Linked DNA regions of Mus musculus: region 1 is linked to region 2. The links are chromatin contacts, called in public Hi-C maps. All regions are on one chromosome and are shown on one strand. Each heading gives the region's core, a stretch centred on a gene start, on an enhancer-like site or on the middle of the called end of the contact. The rest is flanking DNA. Distances are from core to core; before and after follow the strand shown.

Region 1 (6,026 bases), core at 870-3,369, 160 kb before region 2:
TAATCTTCATCTTCATTCAGGAAGCCCTAATTCAGTTCTCTCTTCCTCTCTCCCTCTCTCCCTCTCTCCCTCTCTCCCTCTCTCCCTCTCTCCCTCTCTCCCTCTCTCCCTCTCTCCATCTCTCCCTCTCTCCCTCGCTCCCTCTCTCCCTCGCTCCCTCGCTCCCTCGCTCCCTCTCCCTCTCCCTCTCCCTCTCCCTCTACCTCTCCCTCTCCCTCTCCCTCTCCCTCTCCCTTTCCCTCTCCCTCTCCCCTCTCTGATGGTTGGATATTATAGGCCCAAGGAGTGGCACTATTAGAAGATGTGGCCTTCTTGGAGTAGGTGTGTCACTGTGGGTGTGGGCTTTAAGACCCTCATTCTAGCTGTCTGGAAGCCAGTATTATCCTAGCAGCCTTCAGATGAAGACTCCTCAGCTCCTCCTGCACTATGCCTGCCTGGATGTTGCCATGCTTCCACCTTGAGGATAATGGACTGAACCTCTGAACCTGTAAGCCAGCCTCAATTAAATGTTGTCCTTATAAGAGTTGCCTTGGTCATGCATGGTGTCTGTTCACAGCAGTAAAACCCTAACTAAGACATGCACACACACACACTCTCTTTCTCTCTGCTCTCCTCCCACCTCTCTCATGTGTGCATACACAGACACATACACACAGAGAGAGACAGACAGACAGACAGACAGACAGACAGACACACTTGGGAACAATAGAACAAGAGAGACCAGGTGGAATAGAGGGGACTTAACAGGAGATAATGGGAGGCTTTAATAAAAGAACATAGTGTAGGTGCGTGGAATTATAAAAGAATGAAACAGTAAGTCAACAAAACTGTACTCTTTGACAATATTTTTCATATGAACGACTGAGAGAGAAAGGGAGGGAGCAGAGAGAGAGAGAGAGGGATATGCATACACAGATCAGTTCATCTTGATTCCGCCCTGTCCTTTCTGAGATGTATGACACTTCATTCAGGCTTATAAAGAGCCACTCTGGGGCATCTCAGCTCAGTGTAGGCTGGAGTGAGCACCCTGAAAACTGCAGCCACTGCTCCACATGCCATCCCCCTTCTCAGCCTTGCAAACCAGGCAAGGTCAGTGTGACTGCAAATGAGGGACCCTAGAATGGCAGCTGGAGGGAGCCTGAGATGTGAGACCAACCGGCAGAAGGAAGTGGAGTGCAGCTGCTGGGATGGACAGTCATTGGCAGTCCCGCGTGTAGAAACATCTACCCGTGCGCTCAGTGCTGTCTGTATCTGTACCCACCCTGCAGCAGACACTCTCAGTCACTGATGGTCACAAAAGACGCTCATACTCAAACACATACTCAGGTCATGATGGACCAGGACGCAGGGCTGGAGAGAGGGCATTCGCTGGTTGTCTTGGATAGACCTGGTCTGGTCTAGGCTGGGGCTCCTAGACTTCCTACTAGGATGCTCTGGGAACCCAGTGGCCTCACACCTGCTCTCCCAGCAGGTCAGCCAGAGTCTAAAGTGAATCTGAAATTGGCCACTGCTGTCCAATGAAAAATTAGAGGCGTGAGAAAGAAACCCAGCTTCCTCATAGCCTGCCCTACCCTGCCCTGCCCTGCCCCGCCCCGCCTCCATTCACCCCTTTTCTTCACGTGCCCCAGGCAACTAAGGACTCACATTCATTCATAAGCAGATACATTCCTCCCTATACATCTCCCACTAGAAGGGAAGGCCAGAGGGTCTGTAACCAGGGGATGGACTAGAGAACAATGAATGCTGGATGCCTGTCTCTATGCAGCTCAATCTTGCCCTTAAGTGAGAAGTCCCACAGAGCTGCAGCGGTGGCAGGTGGCAGAGGACTTTGGAGTAACACACCAAGACAGTTTTCCACAAAAGCACAGGGGTGAACAGCTAGATATGACTGTGTCCTGGCCTTGTCTCTACCCCAAGTTCTCATGTAGGTGGACAAAACACCTTCCTGCTGGGTCATAGGCGTGAAGGATGCCCAGTACTTACCATGAGTCTGCTTCATCTCCTCTCCCTGCCACTCCTCCCTTATCCTCCTCCTCCTCCTGGTACCCCTCCTCCCTGCTTTACTCCCTCCTCTATCCCCTCCCCTCTCCTCTCCTTTGCCCTCCCTAGTCCTGCCCTCTCCTTCTCTACCCTCCTCCCTGCTGTCCCTTGGTTGCTGCGGGTGCTTTGCCGCCCCCCGCCACCACTGCCACTCCACCTCCCGGTGCCGAACGAAGCTGCAGTGATAACTCTGATGTGCATGGTGGAATCGCTGCCTGGAAACCCTGCGATTTTGCCGGGTCGGTCCTTTGCACCCTAGCATACTGCTAACACCGGGACTATCCAGTGACCCAGTCTAGACTGCTGAGCTGAGTCCTGTGAGCCCTCGGGCACCGGGGCCATGGAGTCCCGAGGTTGTGCTGCGCTCTGGGTGCTGCTGCTGGCGCAGGTCAGTGAGCAGGTGAGTCCTGGCGCTAGGACCAGCAGAGTCTGATGGCTGCAAGTGCATTCCGCCCTTGGCTGAGCTCTGCAGTGCCCGCATTTTCACTGAGGTGTCCTCGTTTTTTTTTTCCCCCTAGCAGACACCTGCGTGCGCCCTGGGACTCGCAGCTGCAGCGTCTGGGAGCCCGGAAGACCCGCAGCCTCCCCCATTCTCTGGGTCCAGCTGGCTGGAAACCGGTGGTAAGTTCGCGCGGTGGGGGCTCTCGGTTCCTCACAGGTAAGCAGCCAGCAACCCCCTATGCTGGTCTGCAAGTCTCCTGGGACTCAGGACGCCAAAAGCTTTGAAGATGCTATCTTGCTCTTTCTATTCATTTCGAGCACAAGATCATGCTCAAGAATGACTTCCGACCAACGTCTGTATCCTATTTCCTAGTAAAATGATAATGGCTAGCCAGAGTTACATTGGGGGAGTGAGATATCTGGGTGTAGGAAGACTCCAGATCACTCTATATATTGACATCATTAATGTATACACCAAATCTATTATAAGCAACGTAGTCCCCACTCCAGCATCTTCCCCCCTCTCCTTTCTTTCACATTGAAGCTTTCTCCACTTTGACTGTCACAGGAGGAGACAGAAGGCAACCTCATTAATATCGCTTTAATGTTAATTAATAGCACAGGGGACATCCAAAGGATGTGTCCTGGACCTCCTTGAACATGAACTCGAATTCAAGTCTTCTGCAAGGTTCAGCCACCTCAGTGATTCACAAGTGGGTTTCCCCTGTGAGGTGTCCTAGCAATGACACCTGGTGACTGAGAAAGCAGGCCATTGCACTTGCTAGGAGGTTTGTGCTGGGTCCACAGCAAATGCAGGATTTTACTCACCCTGTCCTTTCCTGGGATGAATTAGCTTGAGATTGTTAGCAGAAATGGCGACCAGAGGCGAGCCAGGTTTAATCTTTTCGGCAGATTTTTAGAATATGTACAGGATTAAACAATTGACACTTCGGAAACCCTCATTATCGCTTCCTTCATCAGGATAAACTTACAAGAACTGAATTCCTCCTACTGAAAACAGGGTTTAAGAAGGGATATATGAGTCTCGGCTCTAGGACTCTGAGTGCCACTGGAGGGCGCCAGACCCAAACAGTACAGTGGTTTAGAAGGCAAGGGAAAGCCTATTGTGTTTGAAACCCACCCTCTGTCACCTGCATCTCCAACCCTCTTCTGATCCTCTTACTTCGAATTCTGACACATCATGACCTTACAAGGAATGTTCATGCTCTAACTTTGGACTTTGCACTACTTTCAGAATAAAACTTAAAAAAAAAAAATCCATAGGGACTCGAGGCATTTCAGACATTTATTTATTATGTGTGTAGGGTGCATGGCACTGTGGAGGTCGGAGGACAACTTGTGGGAGTTCAAGGATCAAATTCTGACTGTCTTGCTTAGCATGGAGCAGGCTGAGCAATCGAGCCTTGCCACTCGGGACACGTTTATTGCACTAACGAAGTGTTATCCAAGATGATAACATTATAGACAGAACGCTATTCAGGAAGAGAGGACAAGCTTAGTGCCTGAGGCCACAGGCAGGCTTCTCATGCCTGGCGCCTCAGTCCCGGATCCCAATGGCAGTGTTTCCATGGACTTTCACTTGCCTGGTCAGAGCGTGCACAGAAGGTGTGAGTCCTTGCAAGGTGGAGCTGACTTTGTGAAGGCAGGATACCTTCACCCTTTCCTGGTTATCAAAAGAGAAAGAGGCAGAGAGAGCAGACAGCAGTCACACAGCAGAGGCAAGGTGTGGCAGAGCACCTGTGACCTTCAGATCTGCATATTGTGCACGGCCCATCTCCATGATATAAGATAATTTCTTAATTAACTCTTTGAAGCTGTTTTGAGTTTGGGCTAAAGTGAGACCTGTAAGGGTTCTGGCTATTTTGCTGCCTTTGTGAAGTAATTATGCAGTAGGGAAGAGAGCCTCACGCACCCCTTGAGACAATGATGGATAACTAAATTGAGATAAGTTGGATTATCAAACACGAATGTATCAATTTACATTTTGATGACTCTATTGCTTTTTATTTCTTGTTTCTTCAAAGGTTTCCTTCCATATTTGTCATTGCAATAACATCTATGGTTTCTGCCAAGAGCATGGCACAGGTTTTTAGCTTTTTAAAAACTTTGGGTTTCCAGATCTCAAGGCAAAGCTCAGAAGTTCTTTAGGCTTTTGACTGGGAGGATAGAGAGATTGTTCAGAGGCTGATGGTACTTACCACCTCTGCTTCCCTCTGTTCTCATTCCATTGCCCCAGGTAGTCTCATTTGTAATTTTAATAATATATATGAATATAAGATTTACACATGTGTACAAATTATCATCTTCCAAATAAGAAAAAGTGGTATATATGTTTTTATGGGTCTTATTTTGCTTACTTTGATAACCTGTGGTTACGTACATATATTTTCCTGCAAGCAAACGACTTAGCTCTTTAGCCCTTCTCTAGTGTGTGTGTGTGTGTTTGTGTCTGTCTGTCTGTGTGTCATCTGTCTGTCTTTTTGCCTATCATTTTCCATATCTGTTCGCATGACCAACACCTAGGCTGACTCCATAGCTTGGCTACTGTGGAAACTGTCCAATGTCTCTGAAGGATGCTGACTATAGTGTGTTGACTGGGTCTGAGTCCATATCCAGGATTTGTGTGGCTGGATGCTATGGCTGGAATCATCTCTCTATGGACAACGAAGCTCATGAATTAGGCTAACAACAGTGACTTGTACCTCTTGCCTTTATTCCATTACCTCTGAAGGAGGGGGAAGTAGCCAGAAGTGATATGAATCCTGTGAGGATTCGGATGTGCTAGCTAACAATACCCCAGCCAACCTGCCTGCCCCACAGAGCAGAGAGCAGTGGCGGTGTCACATGAGGGAAAATACTTTGGTGAACTGCAAACCAATGGATGCACCTATATTCACTCTTCAGACTTGCTGAGTCCTGCTGTGCTTCCCCCCCCCCCCTTCGCCATATACCAGGTTGTCTGATCCTCCATTATCCTACACAAAATGTTATAGAAGCCAGAGTGTCTTACCCTACCATAGCTAAATCTCCTGCTCTGGTGCAGATGCCTGCCAGAGCCTGCTAAGTCACCTGCAGAGCCTGCTGCCTCCCTATGCCAGCTGTTCCCACTTGTACAGTAGGGCTAGATGTGTAGATTATGCTTGGGACTGCAGAGAGAGAGAGAGAGAGAGAGAGAGAGAGAGAGAGAGAGAGAGAGAGAGAGAGAGAGAGAGAGAGAGAGAGAGAGCTATGACATGTGGCAGGCACCATAGCCAAAGTCTTGGTGCCCTCCAGTCCTCACCTTGCCATGGTTGTCAGCAGGAGAGAATCCCCGCCTCTGATCTTCTCTGACTCTCTTAAACCCAACCACAGAGCTTTTGTGGCTTGTCAGTGGCCATTGTCCGAACTTCTGTTTTACCTGTCTATTGCTTGTCAGGAGAGAATAGCAACACACAGACAAGTGCCTGTGCCTACTCAAAATTAATTGGTGATAATTACCTTGATATCGCTCACCTATAACCAAGTCATACTTTATGCATGAGTCT
Region 2 (5,836 bases), core at 1,742-4,241:
TGATACCGTTTTAAAAGAACATTTCAACCTTAAAGAAAATTATAAGAAATTGAGTTAGAACATTATGTGGCTTTTTGCTCTGAATCTGCTAATGATGCTTTTCCATTTGCTTCTTCACAGTGACAAGATGACAATGGAATTCTTGGCTATGCAATAATACATATGCACACACACATGCATGAGAAAGAGAGAGAGAGAGAGGAGAGAGAGAGAGAGAGGAGAGAGAGAGAGGGGAGAGAGAGAGAGAGAGAGAGAGGCAGAGGCAGAGATCTACACAGACAAATATCCTGATCTAAGGAATAGCCCTACTCCTCCCAGAGACAGCACACCCAAACAATATTAGTTGTAGGATTCGTCTTCACAGGATGCATATATAGCAATGATAAAGTGCAACTTACGAGCAAGGGACAGTAAGTAAGCAATAAGTAGCAACCACAAATCATAATACTGTGTGGGTGGAGGAGCGCAGCCTGCCTCTGTTCAGTCAAGAAAAATTCCTAGTATTTTCAAAACATAGGGAAGCCCAGAGGGAAGTAAAATCACAAAGTTACAAATGAAGCATCTCTCTCTCTCTCTCTCTCTCTCTCTGTCTCTCTCTCTCTCCCTCCCTCCCTCCCTCCCTCCCTCCCTCCCTCCCTCCCTCTCCGTGCATACATGTAACTGCATAATTATACAACACATACACACAGACACACACACACACACCACATGTACTGTTTTTAGACTGTCTGAGAGCATGGTAAATCATGCCACTTTAGTGTTAGAAATGGACTTTGATTAAAACAAAACAGTACATTTACCAACATTAACACATTTAACATTTACTGATTTTTTAAAATCATGTGTATGATGTTCTGCCTACATCTGTATCTGTGTATCCTGTGCTTAAACATTGACTGAGGAGGCCAGAAGAGACAGTTGAGATTCCCTGTGTACTGGCTCGTTTCCTGTGTCAACTGGAGCTATCACAGAGAAAGGAGCTTCAGTTGGGGAAATGCCTCCATGAGATCCAGCTGTGGGGCATTTTCTCAACTAGTGACCAACAGGGGAGGGCCCACTGTGGGTGATGCCATCCCTGGGCTGATAGTCTTGGGTTCTATAAGAAAGCAAGCTGAGCAAACCAGTGGAGGCAAGCCAATAAGAAACATCCCTCCATGGCCTCTGCATCAGCTCCTACTTCCTGACATGCTTGAGTTCCAGTCCTGACTTCCTTTGGTGATGAACAGCAGTGTGGAAGTGTAAGCTGAATAAACCCTTTCCTCCCCAACTTGCTTCTTGGTTCTGATGTTTGTGCAGAAACCCTGAATCAGATACCCTGGAACTGGAGTTACAGATGGTTGTGAGGCTCCGGTATATGGAGTCAAACCTGAGCCCTCCTAAGGATCAGCCAGTCCTCTCGATTGAGCTTTAACCATCCCAACATCCTCCATTTACTGATGTTTATCTTTTATCTCACCCACTGCTTGAATTTCAGTGGATCCAATGGGTTCTTCTGTGGCATCATCCTCTTGTCTAAGACCATGGGTAATTGTCAGCCCTTGGCACTTCCTTGTTTTTAGCTATTGTAACACTAGAGGAGAAAAACTTCTTTGTGATGCACTTGAGGCTAGCACTTCTGTGAGGACCATCCTAGAATATTAGACACAACAGATATTTTAGAGGCCTAAGGAAACAGCTCCAAGGTGACAGGTTCATATTGTCCCATTCCCAGCAACCATGTCAGGCAGCCCGATGTCACCCTCTTCTGACCTCTGGAGGTACCTGAACCCATGTGTACACAAACACACACATGTGCATATAATTTAAAAAAATAAAATCATGTTAAAAAGCTATTTTAAATACCAATGAAATTTTTGTGCCTTAAAATGTGTAATTCTGTCTAACAGGAGCTAGACATGGCCTCTACCTCAAAGCCCGGGACTAGGTTTTCATCACCAGTCTGTAATGTTGCCGGGTTTCTTTTCTCTGTAGCTACAATGTTTCTTTAAGTAAGAAATCCACCCAGGAGGGACCTTAGAGAGGTTGTTGTCCTGAAGCCCATCAAAGTACATTTGGCCCGAGTAAATTGAGCTCTCCAGATTCTCCCACCTCAGAAAGGGGCTTTTCCATCCCATAATCCTGCATGTGGCTAGCTCAACCTAGCCCTGTGCTATATAGCAAAGGCTGCCTCTCCCATCTTTGTTTTAGAATCTAATTATTACTGACACGTGCTCTCGGGCTTTGCTTCCATCCTCCACTAAGATCCTTAATTATTTTGGAGTTGGGATGAACCGGGATTGATGAGAAAGGGAGGGGGAGCGGGAGATTTTTACCAGGTTCTCTGTCCCTGAGACATGCCATCACAGTGTTGTAGCATTTCCTTATTTTCTGAGAACAAAACAATCGTTGGTTTTCTTTGGATCCTTCCCACTGGCCTTGAGCTTAGACTATGGTGCTTGTCTCTGCACTTTGCAGTTTATCAAACACTCCGCCCAGTCAGTTTAGCAATAACTTGCCATTCCACACAATGTAGCCAGTCATCCTTAATATCCAAGCTGCTTCCTGCTCTCCCACCATCTCTGGGGCCAGATACTCATAGTCTGCTTTGGGCAGAATCCGGTTAGACTGGTTTAGACAGGTGTCCTGACTCACACTGATTTCAGAAACTTTCTATCCCCAGGCCCTCACCTGCTGCTCAGCCCCAGGACTCGGCAAGCAGAAATTAGGCTTCGGTTGAAATATCTGGTCTTAAATACTTGTTGCCACTTCTGCTGCTGTGCAGCTTTGTTCTCTCTTGGGCAAGTTCATCTGGTTCATTCCTAGGATCTGCCGTCCTTGAGAACGAGAAGTTTTGGAATCAAAACCCACTGGTGGGCTGGGATTTCTTGAGTGGTAAGGAACAGAAATTCAGACTTGAGGGAGCATTTGACAGAATCCAGGTCACCCTGCCTGGAAGAGAAAGTACCTACTAGGACCTGCCTTCCACCCCAAGGTAAATCAAGAATCACGTGGTACAGGCTCATGGAAGAACTGGACAGTTTCTGTTTGATCAGTGGAAGGCAGAGAAAGAAGAGCTGGGCTAGGGAGCCCTGAGGAACTGTGAGTACCAGGAGCTGAAAGTTTGCAGACTTGATGTCCATGGATTGCAGATGGCAACTGACTTTGTTTGCTTCAGTGAGACCTTTCCAGTGACCACAACCCCATGTTATTTCTCTGATACAAGGTCCCAGTGACAGCAGCAAGAGACTGGTGCCAACGAACAGCACCTCTCTCTCTCTCTCTCTCTCTCTCTCTCTCTCCCTCCCTCTCTCTCTCTCTCCCTCTCTCTCTCTCTCTCTGCCTATCAAGAGGAAGGTCGTGGAGAGACAGGCTTTTAGTGCCCATGACGACAGATAACAGGCACAGCCTCTTGGGTCCCGGACTGGATGCAAAGTCACTTCATGATCAAGCTCACCATGACGATGAGTCTGTGTTTGACCAGACTTGTTATCCTGACAGCTTTGGCTTTGTCCTCATGAGAACTCAGCCAAGCCATGAGTGGTGACCACAGATAGACTTAAGAGCCCAGTCATGGACTCTTTTCCCTCCCTATTACCTAATTTCCAACTCCCCTCTGGCATCCTTTTGACATTTTTCTGGTTTGGACCCAATCCGTGGGCTTCACCCATCAGATTCTAAATCAGCTGTGGCTAGTGCCACAATAAGAAATGACCAACCACGTGACCTTCACCCCAGAGTGTCGGCCATGGTCTTCATCACCCCAATATCTGCTTCACACCACAGGGAAACTCCTCCACATATGATCCCTTCACACGAGGTCTTGAGAACAGTCACTGCAGGACCCCTGAGAAGGAACTGAAGGAGTCCAGGTCTTCCACCAGGACCAGTGCCACAGACAGGCAGTGGGAGGAGGATGCTCTCACAGCTGAGGCTTGGTGACCCTTGTTTGGACTTTATGACGAATCTATCATGTTTTCAGAGATGTGAGTATGCCTGCAAAGTGGATTTGAGTCTAAACTCTTGGTTCTACCATGAAGGAGGGATTAGTGGTTCCTGGACCCTGCCAGAAACCCAGCTGTATAGACAAGTCACAGTGATCTAACCTCCCTGGCTATGAGCTGGCCTGCACAGCTGCAGTAGGGGAGCGGTAGCCTGAGGTGTGAGAAGGAGCTTGTGTGGAGTGGGAAGATTTTGAGTGTTTGTGGATTCTGGGGCTGAGCTGAGGGTTTTTGTTTCATGAGAAGAGAAAGAGTTGTGCGTCACCATCCTAGAGGGGCACAGAACAAGCAGAGAAATACAGAGAAGACATGGGAGCTAACCCTTGCAGAAAGACAACGGTGCGGGGGGCAAACAACATGCAGGAGAAAAGGGGGTAGACCAATTTCATCCCGAGGAAGTGACTAATGTTCCAGTTTCAGAAAACTGGGTAATAAAAAGAAACATTCACTAAAAAAATCTGTCTTAAAATATTTGGTAATTTTCAGGAAAGAATTAGAGAAATGCACATCCTCTTCGTGACCAAATTTTTCCTGGTGGTGTCCTCTGGGCCAGCGTCCCTCCTCACACTGCGCATGCTCTTTGGGACTTGTGCAGGTTCTTGTGGGTGCCTCCTAGGCCGCTGCTTCACAACTCCCAGCATGCTGTTCGAATTTCACTCATTTGTGGAATTGTTGGGTATCCGTCCTTTCCTTCTTCCGTCCTGTCAGGCGTTTTTCACCTGCACAGGATCACGGAGCAGAGATAGTATCTGAAAGCAAAGGAGTTTGATCTGCTCTTCAGTTTGCCCTAATTAGCCATTTCGTTTACTTTTTAACAATGGAAAAATTCAGTCAGAAGTATTGAAAAATATTTTGGATTGGGGGGAGGGGGTTGTTTGTTTTGTTAGCTCCTTTGAAACAAAAAATTTAAACGACATCTCCAGATTAAAGGTGTGGCGAAGACTTTTAGACAATAAACTATGAATACTCATATTTTCTCATTTCTCCACAGTAAAGCTAAACTAAACACTCAAGCTAGAAATAATTCAATGAGTGGGTGTCAGTCATTTTAAACATGAACCCTACCTAACTGGACAATGTGTAATTGTTTTCAAATGTCTAAAGCTCACTAGTTTATTAAATCTAAAATGCCTTCCCTGAACATGATATAAAATTAGCTCATTTTTATACAAAGGAATCAATCCCCAAAGTAGCAGCTGTTTGCATGTTCTTCAGTCAGACTCAGTTTTCCCTCTATTTTCATTTTCCTCCACAGCATTGCTAAGGACGATCTATAAAGATGTCTGAGGAGATAACCATTGAGTGAAGTATCTGCCTCACAAGTGTGAGGTCCCAAGGTGAGAGCAAGAAGTTGCAGCATAAGTCTGTAATCCCAGTATTTCTACAGAAGTATAGGAAGAAGACACAGGAGGACCCCATGTGTCTGACAGCCTAGCATAGGGAGTGGCAAATAAGAGATTTTGTCTCAAAGCAGAAGACCAACACCAGAGGCTGTCTACTGACTTCCATGTGCAGGCCCATGATACTGTATATATACACGCATCACCATGTACATGGAGAGAGACAGAAGTGAAGCAAAATGTCCAAAAGCCACAGTGACTGTGGGGCTCTGTATCCCATCTGTCATTGAAAGCGATGATCTTAGACAGTCTACATATAATGACTTTCACACTTGACTGATATCAAAGAATAGTGCGTTCCCATTGAATTGCATTTTGGTGTGTATGAATAGGAAGGACAGGCAACATGGGACATGTTTTGGTCTTCCATGGGAGTTCTGGAGCATAGCATCCAAGAGGATGGAAGGGAACTATTTATCTGTGTGTGTGACTATCTGTCTGTCTGTCTGTGTATGTGTA

Evidence for each region. A called contact is a pair of places that touch in the nucleus more often than the background predicts.
Region 1: a Hi-C map of the C2C12 cell line shows a contact between it and region 2, with 4 times the contacts expected there. The contact joins the promoter of Adamts16 here to the enhancer-like site in region 2. A contact is called at or near these places in 3 of 39 promoter capture datasets (cranial neural crest, embryonic stem cells and hippocampal neurons), 1 of 15 datasets of contacts at CTCF or cohesin (the NIH/3T3 cell line), 2 of 484 Hi-C or Micro-C datasets (the C2C12 cell line and muscle stem cells), 1 of 115 datasets of contacts at active chromatin or transcription factors (craniofacial prominence) and 3 of 9 other capture datasets (adipose tissue, liver and pancreatic islet).

The regions. Positions count from the first base shown.
Region 1 is chr13:70,837,904-70,843,929 of GRCm38.p6, reverse strand. It overlaps Adamts16 (a disintegrin-like and metallopeptidase (reprolysin type) with thrombospondin type 1 motif, 16), which reads left to right and starts at 2,119. Exons shown (of 23, transcript NM_172053.3): 1 at 2,119-2,440; 2 at 2,559-2,661. The coding sequence starts at 2,381. It overlaps Gm36529 (predicted gene, 36529), which reads right to left and starts at 3,480. Exons shown (of 4, transcript NR_167928.1): 1 at 3,310-3,480.
Region 2 is chr13:70,678,771-70,684,606 of GRCm38.p6, reverse strand. It overlaps Gm36474 (a long non-coding RNA gene), which reads right to left. Exons shown (of 3, transcript XR_382636.2): 3 at 4,664-4,726. Among named protein-coding and RNA genes, the nearest start is that of Gm36474, 8.6 kb to the right of the region's middle. Within about 2 kb of position 2,991, at least 46 of the 459 cell types and tissues checked have an H3K27ac peak or open chromatin away from gene starts, as enhancers often do. A contact at or near this core is called in the C2C12 cell line and muscle stem cells, where this site is marked.